2 separate regions of the Mus musculus genome follow, and region 1 is linked to region 2. Evidence: chromatin contacts called from public promoter capture Hi-C data. All regions are on one chromosome and are shown on one strand. The core of a region is the stretch at or near the end of the contact, and the rest is flanking DNA. Distances in the headings are between cores, read along the strand shown.

Region 1 (4,809 bases), core at 2,081-4,580, 750 kb after region 2:
CCTTCCCAAAGAAGCCAGAAACTTCCACTTCAGTCTTCCTCTTCCACTGTGTGAGGGCCAGGGATCAAACTCACGGCATCAGGCTTGGCTGCAAGCTCCTTCACACACTAGGCCATCTTGTCTGCCTGGAGACATTTGATGAATTGAAGAACTATATTACTTACTTTTTTATTAAGCCAAATAGGGTAGCCAGCACATTCTCTTTCCTGGTTTCCAGTTTTCCACGCCCAGCAGCAGCAAAACCCAAGGCCCTCAAATATCCTAGATGCACATAAAGTCAAGGCTCCAGATTCAGACCCAAATGCAGGGCTTCTGCGGACCTGCTTGTGTTTTAAATAAGACACAGACTTCTAAACAGTTTAAAGCCGTTGGCCTTTAGTTAGACCAGTCTCTCAGCTAGCTCATTTAAACTTTTCCTAACTTTTCCACCATCCACCTTTCCCTACAAGAGTCCTCACTACCTGCCTACAACTTCGTTCTCTCCTTTCTGCTTCCTTCAGTGTCTTCCTCCCTCTGTCTCTCTTTGAGTTTACCACATCTTCTATCTATCTCTTTATCTCTATCTCTATCTCTATCTCTATCTCTATCTCTATCTCTATCTCTATCTCTATCTCTCTCTCTATCTCTCTCTCTCTCTCTCTCTCTCTCTCTCTCTCTATCTCTATCTCTATCTCTATCTCTATCTCTATCTGCCTGGAAGTCCCAGCTCCATACTTCCTGACCCAGGTCTGGCCATCAGCTCTTTATTATACAAAAACCATATTTCAGCCTGAACTGATCAGCAGCAAGACAACACCTGACCATCCCTTAGGGTTTGCCTTTAGGCGATAAGGACTGCCGGATCCGCCTCTTTTGGGCAGATGAGGAATGACAAGCATATCATATAGAGAAGCATGGGCATAGCAATGGCACCACCAAAACCCTGCCCGCGTAGCTCTTAGTACAGGATTAACCATTGAAAACACAGGGGCACGCCTTCCAACAATGTAAAGGAAGGTTACCCCAACAATACCCAAAGGGACTTTCAAGCCACCTCAGTCATTTCCCATCTACGTGAGGCCTTGCCTTCGAGGACGCTCTTCCTTTCTCTCATTTGTCACATGCAGCTAAGGATCTAATGAACACCATAAGCACCAGTTACGGCAGCACCAAACACTAACTGATGGCAAGCATCGCAGCTCTACCGCCGAGCCCCTCCCCTCGCAGGCTTCTGCCACCGGATGCCACCACCAGCCCCTCCCCAAGGAGCACTAGACAGGTGCTCTGCAACTGAGCTCAGGATAATTTAATTTAATCTTCGAAATAATGGTGCAATATCTGATTTTTATTTCTAAATTATCATTTTCAGGCCCGGGAGAAAACTCATCAGTAAAGTGCTTACTGAGCAAACATGTTATGAGTTGTACCCCAGAACAACATAAAAAGCCAGGTGTGGTGGCAAGCCCCCACTTTAATTTCCTCTCTGGGAGGTAGAAGCAGATAGATCCATGGATCTCACAAGCCAGCCAAAAACTGAGACAGATGACACCCTGATACCTGTACATCGCATGTGCATGCATTCGCACGCACATACATGCACATACATGCACACGTGTGTACCAATTATCATCATCTTAGTGGGGTGTAGTGGTACCAGCCAGCAGTACTAGCACTCAGAAAGCAGAGGCAGGAGGATTACTAGTTCTCATCTGGTTTGGACTTCAGAGTAAAGCCTAGTGTCCAAACTTTTGTTTGTTCGTTGTTTGTTAATTTAAAAATCGTCCTCATTTTTAAAGAGAAAAAGTAAGGCAGTTAGGAACTAACCCAGCGGAAGTCATACAGTGTGCTGAGCTGGCATTAAACACGCATGCATTTTCCCGAGTCGCACAGATGGCTGGTTCTTGCTGCAGCTGCCTCGCAGCATCTGAGCTGCCTCAGACTCACAGTGTTTCTTTGAAGATGTGTCACGTGAAGCTGGCAAGCCCATCTGTGTGCACATTTCTGAGTGTGTGTCACCGCCTGGTCAGGCTGAGCTCCATGGCTGGCATGGAGCTGACTAGCCACTAAGGCCGTTCGCCGCACCTTTGGTGGCCAGGCCCCCGTGCATGCTTCCTCAGACTCCTGTGAGAAGATGCTAGCAGCATAAACATGGACCCTGGATGGAGCCAGCTATCTTTTTCGGAGGCTTCTGATATATAACAACTGCAAATTGCATGCATACGCTACAAGGGGAAGAGTTGCTTTGAACCCAGAGTCTCAGATATGCCAAGCAAACACTGGTTTTTTAGGCTATCAGACCAAGCGCTTTGCTTTCCTGGGAGATTCTACTAGACAAAGGCTCCACTTCTCATCAATGCCCCCAGCTCCTCACTGGAGGATTCTAGACAGGGCTTCTACTGCTGCACTACATCCCCAGCTCTCTCTTATTTTTGGACAGGGTCTCACTCAATCTGCAGAGGCTGGTCTTGAACTCATCCGTAGCCCAGGTTGACCTGGAACTTTCTATCCTCTTCCCTCCCCATCCAGAGCAACTGGGATGAAAGGTCTCTGCCATCAGGCCTTGGAAGCTGTGTTTATTTTGTATAACTGGCTGGCGGGAGGACAATAGCAATTGAGTGAGACACTAACTTCCAAGCCACCCCTCTGGGCTGCTTTTGTGTAGATCAGGACCTCGTGGGAGGAATTGAATCTCCACGGGCCTCAATTGTTCTGTGAAATGGGAATACCTTGATTGCATTCATCCTTATACCAAAGTGAATATTCCATGAGAAGCCATCTTCAAAGCTCTTAACTCCTAACATTGGTAATGGTGAGTGGCAATTTTCATTAGCTGCTATTAATGTGGTAAAAACCGGATGCTCTGTGCCTGTAAGTAGTCATTAAGCACCCACTTGGTGCCAGTGTTTTTGATGCACACTGACTGGTTTCTCAAACTACATCCCTTAGGAGATAATTTCATTGTATTGTGCTGGACATCGGGATCTGGGATGCTAAGAGTCTCAAGGGGACTAGGGCAGGATTCAAATCCAGTGCCTGTGGCTCTACCTAAAATATGAGACTTACTGTGGCCAGCTTTCATTCCAGCCTGCTCAGCTGTAAACCCTGAGATCTTGCTCCCTGGAGAAAGGAGTTTTTGTGGCCTGGGACCTCTGAATCCTAACCTTCTAGTTCCCTCAGGTGGCCTCTCAACTGGGGCGAAACTGCAACCAGAGTCCAGGGAGGTGCACACTAGGGCCATACGGATTTTGGCTTTTGGGTTGCATGGGCTGGCGGGGGAGGGGGGGGGAAAGGGCTTGGGAGGAGCCGAGGAGCTGCGACAGGGGTGGGGAGGAGCCAGGCGGGCACCGCGGCAGCGGGCAGGCGGGCGCGCGCGCGCTCCGGGCTGCAGCAGCCGGGGCTCCGGTGAGTCCGCCCCTCCCCCTCCCCCGCCCCAACCTCATCCCAAGGGGGCGGCCCCAAGTGGGGGCGCGGAGGTCGGTGCAAATAGGGGCGCATCTGGAGCTGGGGAGCTGAGTCTGCAGTGCCAGCTGGACGCTCCAGGGGAGGGGCACGTGGCCCTGGAAAAAGGGGGATCTTGATTCCAATACACCTGGGTGCACTTCACCCTTGCCCACCCATCCCCAGAGTATGGGGATTAGTGACCCATCTCATGACCCCTAAGTGATTAGAGCTACGTGACCTCTGGAGATCTTGGACTCCTTTCCCCTCTCCTGCAGCGTCTTGGGACCCTGACATTTTAACCCTTCCAGCACCACTCCCCCAAAAAATCCCATATTCTGCAGACCGGAGACGCATTGAGGACTTCAACTCCCAGCAGCCCTTGCAGCTCTGGTGCGATAAAGCTGCAGTAGCACTAGCAGCAAGACCAGCTGGGAGTTGTAGTCCCTAAGCTTTTAACTAGCTGCTGGGGGCACGGAGGTGGGAGGGGGCGGCTGGACCTCACCGGGGTCATCTGGGGTCGCGCAGCTACTTCGAGTCGGGCAAGATGCAAAGCTTGGGCTGATTTTTTCCCTCCCGATTTGGGTCCCTAGATCAGTCACCAGCCCCCCTTCTTGCCACCTGGCAAGCGTGGAGACCGGTCCGCAGCGGCTAGGCTCGTCCACCCTGCAATCCCCATGGGCTACCGCCCCCCGCCGCCTCGGCTGCCACCCAGGACAAGGCAGGGGTAAGCACAGGTGAGTCTGACCCTGGCCAAATGGCAGTCAGTCTTCCTTAGCAGCCTGGCTTCTCTTGACTGTCTGGCCCTCGTTCTTTCCCTCGGGGGGGGGGGGGGCTCTTTCCCACCGATGTCTAATGTCTAGCTCCAAACCTTACCTTGTGTTACTCCCTCCTCGCCCACCTCCACCTCTCTCTCCTGTTCTCCTTTTTTTTTTTTTTAAACTGACCATGCTTCTGTCTGTCTGTGTTCCCAACTCTCTTCTCTTGCCTTGTATCTGAGGTCTCCAGCCATTGTCTGGTTGTCCAACCTGGAATTCAGCATCTTTTCTCTCTCTCTTCTGATCTACCTGTGTCTCATTGGAAGGTATTTCTGCCCACACCCCTGCCTCCCTGGCTTCACTTCTCTCTGTGTGTGCACCATGTCTCGGATATAATGAAGTACACGCTGTTCCCCAGCCTCTGTCCTGAACCTCTATACTCCGAATTCTGTGTCTATCTTTCCCTGGCTACCCGACTTCACTTGGTCCTTTCCTCTTATCTCTATCTGTCCTCTTAGCTCCCCTTCTCTCAGCTCGGGGTTTCTGCCACACACCTGACTCTCCTTCCTCTGACCCTCCAGCAGTTTCCCACCCTAAGCCTCCCACCAATGATGTTGCAGCTGCCCAAAATGCT
Region 2 (5,241 bases), core at 920-3,419:
GCCTCTGCCTCCTGAGTGCTGGGATTAAAAGCATGGTGTAGCTGTCTTTAGCTACTTTGTGGGTTCTTCTTGCTTCCACCCTTCTGTACCCTTTTTCTACACTCTCAACACTCTAACATTAGGTAAGAGAGAAAGAAAGGACAAAAGCATAGAGAAGGAAGCATCACTTTCTCTACCACTCAATTAGACATCACTTTCAAACATGAGTGCTTCCTTCTACAACCTAACTTAACCTTCATTGTTTGGGATTAAAGGTGTGTGTACTAAGGGTGTGTCTGTTCCAGGCAGAGGGATTAAAAGTAGGTGCTAAGGGCGGAGCCACACCACAACTAGAAACAGGTGTTTTCAGTAAATAACACAATCTTGGGGTCCACAGTATGATCAAATATCCTGCAACAGCTCTACATCTCACACCCAGGATTAAAGCAAAAACATATAATATTTCTCTTTTTTTAAAGAAACCAAAATTCCAGAATTCTCACTACAGTGTGTGCCACCACACCAGGCTCTATTTTTTTTTAATGACCTGAATATTTGAGTTCCTCTAAAATATGTTGTATTCTTAACTTCCATGATGATGGCACTAAGAGGCGAGAGCCTCCAGAAGGTAGAATCTCAGTGTTGAATTAGTGTCCTTATGAAAGATTCCACTGAGAAGGTGCTCTCTTATGAGCCAGGAAGAGGAGTCTGTTGGTCCATGGTTCTGCACACCACAGGAGCAATGTCGTGGCTCTGCTTCATTCACTGCAGTGTAAACATCTGCCCTTGAGTTTGATGATGGTAGGTAAGAGATTGGCTCAGCTAATTTGGGACACCTGAGTGCAACAGTTAACTCTGTATGCCAGTGTGAACGTGTTTGGATGAAACATGTCTGGGTGTGACCATGAGAGTATTTCCAGATATCAGTGTTTGAATGGAAGACCTTGCCCTGGGGAGGATGGTGGTGTTTTTGTTCTTTTGATGAGAAACTATAGATATAGTTAGAGATGGTAACACATAGCTGTGATCCCCGAATCCAGGAAGTAGAAACAAGGTACTCACAAGTTTCAGGGTAGACAAGGCTATCATAGGAGATCCTGTCTCCATAATCTGTGCATGTGGCTCGGCAGTAGAGACAGACATCTACAGGTAAGTTACATCCAGTAGTTTTCCCTGCAGTTAAGGGTGCCGCCATGAGATACAGGCAGAAGTGTTGTGAGCCACTGTCAGAAAGTGTCCCTCACTCGGGGGTTCTTCCTGAGACTTCCTACTTCCTGCTCGGTGATGCGGGGACAAAGCATCAGCTGCCATCTTGGGTCAGGAGGTGGGAGACAGGAGCATCACAGAGTAAGAGGGTAGAGGAGCCTGGGAAATTGTCAAAATCACCTAGGACTTAACCCCACTAGACACACAGAGAGAGCACTGTCTGCTCCCTTCTTTTAAAGGGAGAAAACCCATCCTAAAGTGATTTATTGCCAGATGTGTCTCGTGTGTGTGTGCGGCTTCATGAAGTTTCACTTGAATGGAGTTAGTACAGGTCTTTAAAAATGACCCAGTGAAGAACATGAGGGAGTGTGTCATGGGGAATTATTCTGTAGAAAGAGCATAGTCATAAACCGAGACAAAGCAATTAAAAGATTAATCACAGCCCTGAACACGAATGCCAGCTAAAATGGAAAGGAGACATAGGTTAAAATGTAATGGTCTTTTGCTGTCAAACTCCTTGCCACCAAACCTGATGACCTGAGTTTAATCCCTAGGACCCACATACTCCTTCATATCCTCTAACCTTACACGTGTGTGTCACACACACACACACAAATGCTGTTTGTGGTTGGGAATATAGCTCAATGGTAGAGCCTTTGCCTAGCATGCAAAGTCCTGTGTTCAATCCCCAGTACTGGAGGAAAAAAATTAAACAACCAAAAGACACATGATGCTCTTGTCTTTGTAACTGCTTTTTAGTATTTCCCAGTTTTTGAAAACTAGCAAGAAGCTGGTGTTGTTTGTGTCATAGTCATAAAAACATTAATAGGTATAAAAATGAGATAAGCAAAAGCTGGAAGATGACATAGAGCTATAAAGATAAGACGTGCAGCCGTAGGTCTGCCCTCACTGCCGGGCAGAGTCCTTTCTAGGAGGAGCCACACGAAGAGGGGAGGGCAGGGCAGGGACATTGCAGAACCTGCCGAGCTCTGGAGGACCCAAGAAGTCCATGGACTTTTCTAGGCCTAGCTTTAGCCCCTGGAGGTGGCTCACCCTTGTGGGTAAGAGGGGAGAAAATCTGCTTTCTGAGCCTAGGGGGGAGGGGAGAAGCTCGGAAGGAGCAGGAAACAGATCTGTTGAGGCATAACTCAGAAGCTTTATGATGGAAGCAGCAGGAAGAGGGTTGGAGCCAGGTCCCTCACCAGGACTCTCATGAGCACATACATCTAGGGTATATCTCACACCCATAGAGACATAGACAGATGAGACACACAGACTCAGACATATGCATATAATACACACAACCACAGCAAGAACACACACACACAGAAACAGAGACAGATGAGACACACAGACTCAGACATATGCATACATACAACCACAGCAAGAACACACACACACACACACACACACACACACACACACACACACACACACACACACACATCTACCTGCCATGTAAAGTGGTAAACTTGGACCCCTACCTCCCTGCAACCACTTTGTGTTCCTTAGGCTTCCCCTAGCTATCTGGATTCTCTTCCTGTCCAGCCTGGGTCTCTTTCTAATCCCCTTCTTCTTCAGGACTCTTTATGCTCCCTGATACTCACAGCTACTGTGATGTGCTAGGAGGCACAGATACTGGTCTTGAATATGTCAGTGTTCGCCCTGCAGTATGGAGTGGGATCTCAGGTACCTTTACCTCCCCCATAGTCAAACCTCAGGCATTACAGAGTAGGGGATACCAGTTTGTGTCTAAGGTGGTGGCAAGTCCTACCCTATCCACATCCACTTCAATGAATTCATATCTGCAGACTGTGCCAGACAGTCTGAGAGGGGCTTCCCTGCATTTATTCCCCAGATAGTCATGAAAGCTATATACCCAGTGTTAACTGGCACAGCCAAGCCCTGCCTGCCTGGACCTCACAGGTCTGCCCTCAAACTAAATGTCTAAGTAGTCAAGGCTAGGGTAAGGGGATCCTACGATGCTAGGAAGCCCAGAAGAGACACCTGGCCCAGGCTGGTCAGGAGACATCAGAGCTAAGGATGAAGGAGAAATGAGTTCTCAGGTAGACTGCAAATGGGGAGAGTGGAGCAGAGATCTGTGTATGGAGATGGGGACCAGCATACACAGAAGGTTACGGAACTGAGGAAAGCAAGGTCACATCTTGTGTTTTATTGAGATGCACATGTCTATTGTGTGAAGGATGGATTGGGGAGGCCAGTAGCAAAGGGAAGTGGGTGGGGCTGAGAAGATAAGAAGAGAGTGGATAAGACAAGGACTTGGGACTGGGGGGAAATCAGTCCTCAACTGGAAACTCAATGTATTTTATTCTAGGTATATGTATGTGTGTGCTTGAGTGTATCTGTGTTCACCACATGTATGCATGTACCTGTGGGGGCCAGAAAAGGGCACCAAAGACCCCGGGGCTGGAGTTACAATTGTTGTAAGCCACCCACTCTGGTGCTGGGGGCCAAAGCCAGGTCCTCTGCCAGAGCAGTGAGTGCTCTTAACCACTAAGCCAGCTCTAGAGCCAGCTGTACTGGGACTTCTTCATTTACAGTATGAGTTACTTTGGACAGGAACTGGAGAGGGAGGATTTGCTGGCTCATGGTTCATTCTAGTGGATTGGGGTGGGAGTGAGGCATGATGAAACAGTTCAGCTCGTGGCAGCATCAAGGTAGGGTGGAGGCTGTTCACAACATAGCACATAACAGGAACACAGAGCAGGGTAGGAGCCAGAGGCTAGGTATGAGCTCTGCAGGCTTCCGTTTAGTGGCCTGCTTCCACCACTAAGACCTTGTCTGCAAAAGGCCACAGCCTCCCAAAATAGTGCCACTAGCAGAAGACCAAGTGTTCAAAATTTGAGCCTACGGGAGACATTGAAGACTCAAATTCTGACAATTATAGAACTGTGAAAGTCATTACCTGCATCTCATCCCCCACTTTCCTCATCTCCCTTACCCTCCCCACCCCCACACTCTCTCCTCTTTGGTTTCCTCAGCCAGTTTGCTGACCTGTGGGATCTGCCAGGCTTCTGGTCAGATCTTCATCAGCCCAGACTCACTCTTAGGAGTGGAGAAGTACCGGACCATCCTGACCTTAGAAAATGTCCCAGAAGATGTCCTGGAGTACAGCTGGTATCGGGGCAAGGACAACAGTACAGAAAACATGATTTTCAGCTATAAACCTCCCAATACCCGACACCCTGGACCCTCGTACAGTGGACGTGAGAATGTGACCCGTGCAGGTAGCCTGGTGGTGAGGATGTCGGCGGTAAATGACACAGGCTACTATACTGTTGAAGTGGACACTAGCAACGAGACCCAAAGAGCAACTGGCTGGCTCCAGATCGTAAGTGAGTTGGCATGGCAACCAATTCCCCCAACAAAAAAGAGAAGCTTGTCCTAAGCACTCTGAGAGGGAGATTCCTTGGAGAGCATGCCATCCAGTGTCTTTGTTGCCTGAAAGTGACCCTGGCAGCCATGAAGGTGGCTCGCTGGCTTTTCCTGCAGAGATGGGCCACTCTGTACATCCAGGAACTCAGTTCACTTGTGGAAGAGAGTATTTATTTTCCACTGTTGTGTAACAGCCATACTTTAGAGCAGTGTTTCTCAACCTTCCTAATGCTGTGACCCTTTTGTACAGTTCCTCATGTTGTGATGACTCCCAGCCATTGCATTGCTAATTTATAACTGTAACTTTGCTGTAGTTATGAATTATAATGTAAATATCTGATATGTAGGATATTTGATATGTGACCACCCAGAGGGGCCATGACTCACACAGGTTGAGAACTGATGTTTAGAGGCTTAAAAAAACACACACACACACACACAAAAAACAAAAAACAAAAACTCCAGCTGAGCAGTAGTGGCACATGCCTTTAATCCCAGCACTTGGGAGGCAAAGATAGGTGCATCTCTCTAAGAGATCGAGTTCCAGGACAGCCAGAGAAACCCTGCCTCACAAACCAACCAACCAACCAACCAACCAAACAACCAACCAACCAAACAACCAGTAATGAAGTGATTAACTGTATTTATTTTTGTAGTACT

The links. Promoter capture Hi-C pulls out the DNA fragments that hold promoters and counts their contacts.
Region 1: a promoter capture Hi-C map of embryonic stem cells shows a contact between it and region 2, with 3 times the contacts expected there. The contact joins the promoter of Syt3 here to the promoter of Ceacam18 in region 2. A contact is called at or near these places in 1 of 39 promoter capture datasets (embryonic stem cells) and 1 of 9 other capture datasets (liver).

What each region holds. Positions count from the first base shown.
Region 1 is chr7:44,380,796-44,385,604 of GRCm38.p6, forward strand. It overlaps Syt3 (synaptotagmin III), which reads left to right and starts at 3,331. Exons shown (of 11, transcript NM_001114116.1): 1 at 3,331-3,381; 2 at 4,011-4,154. It also overlaps a transcript of 1700008O03Rik not described here.
Region 2 is chr7:43,632,570-43,637,810 of GRCm38.p6, forward strand. It overlaps Ceacam18 (carcinoembryonic antigen-related cell adhesion molecule 18), which reads left to right and starts at 2,170. Exons shown (of 6, transcript NM_028236.1): 1 at 2,170-2,246; 2 at 4,188-4,541. The coding sequence starts at 2,195.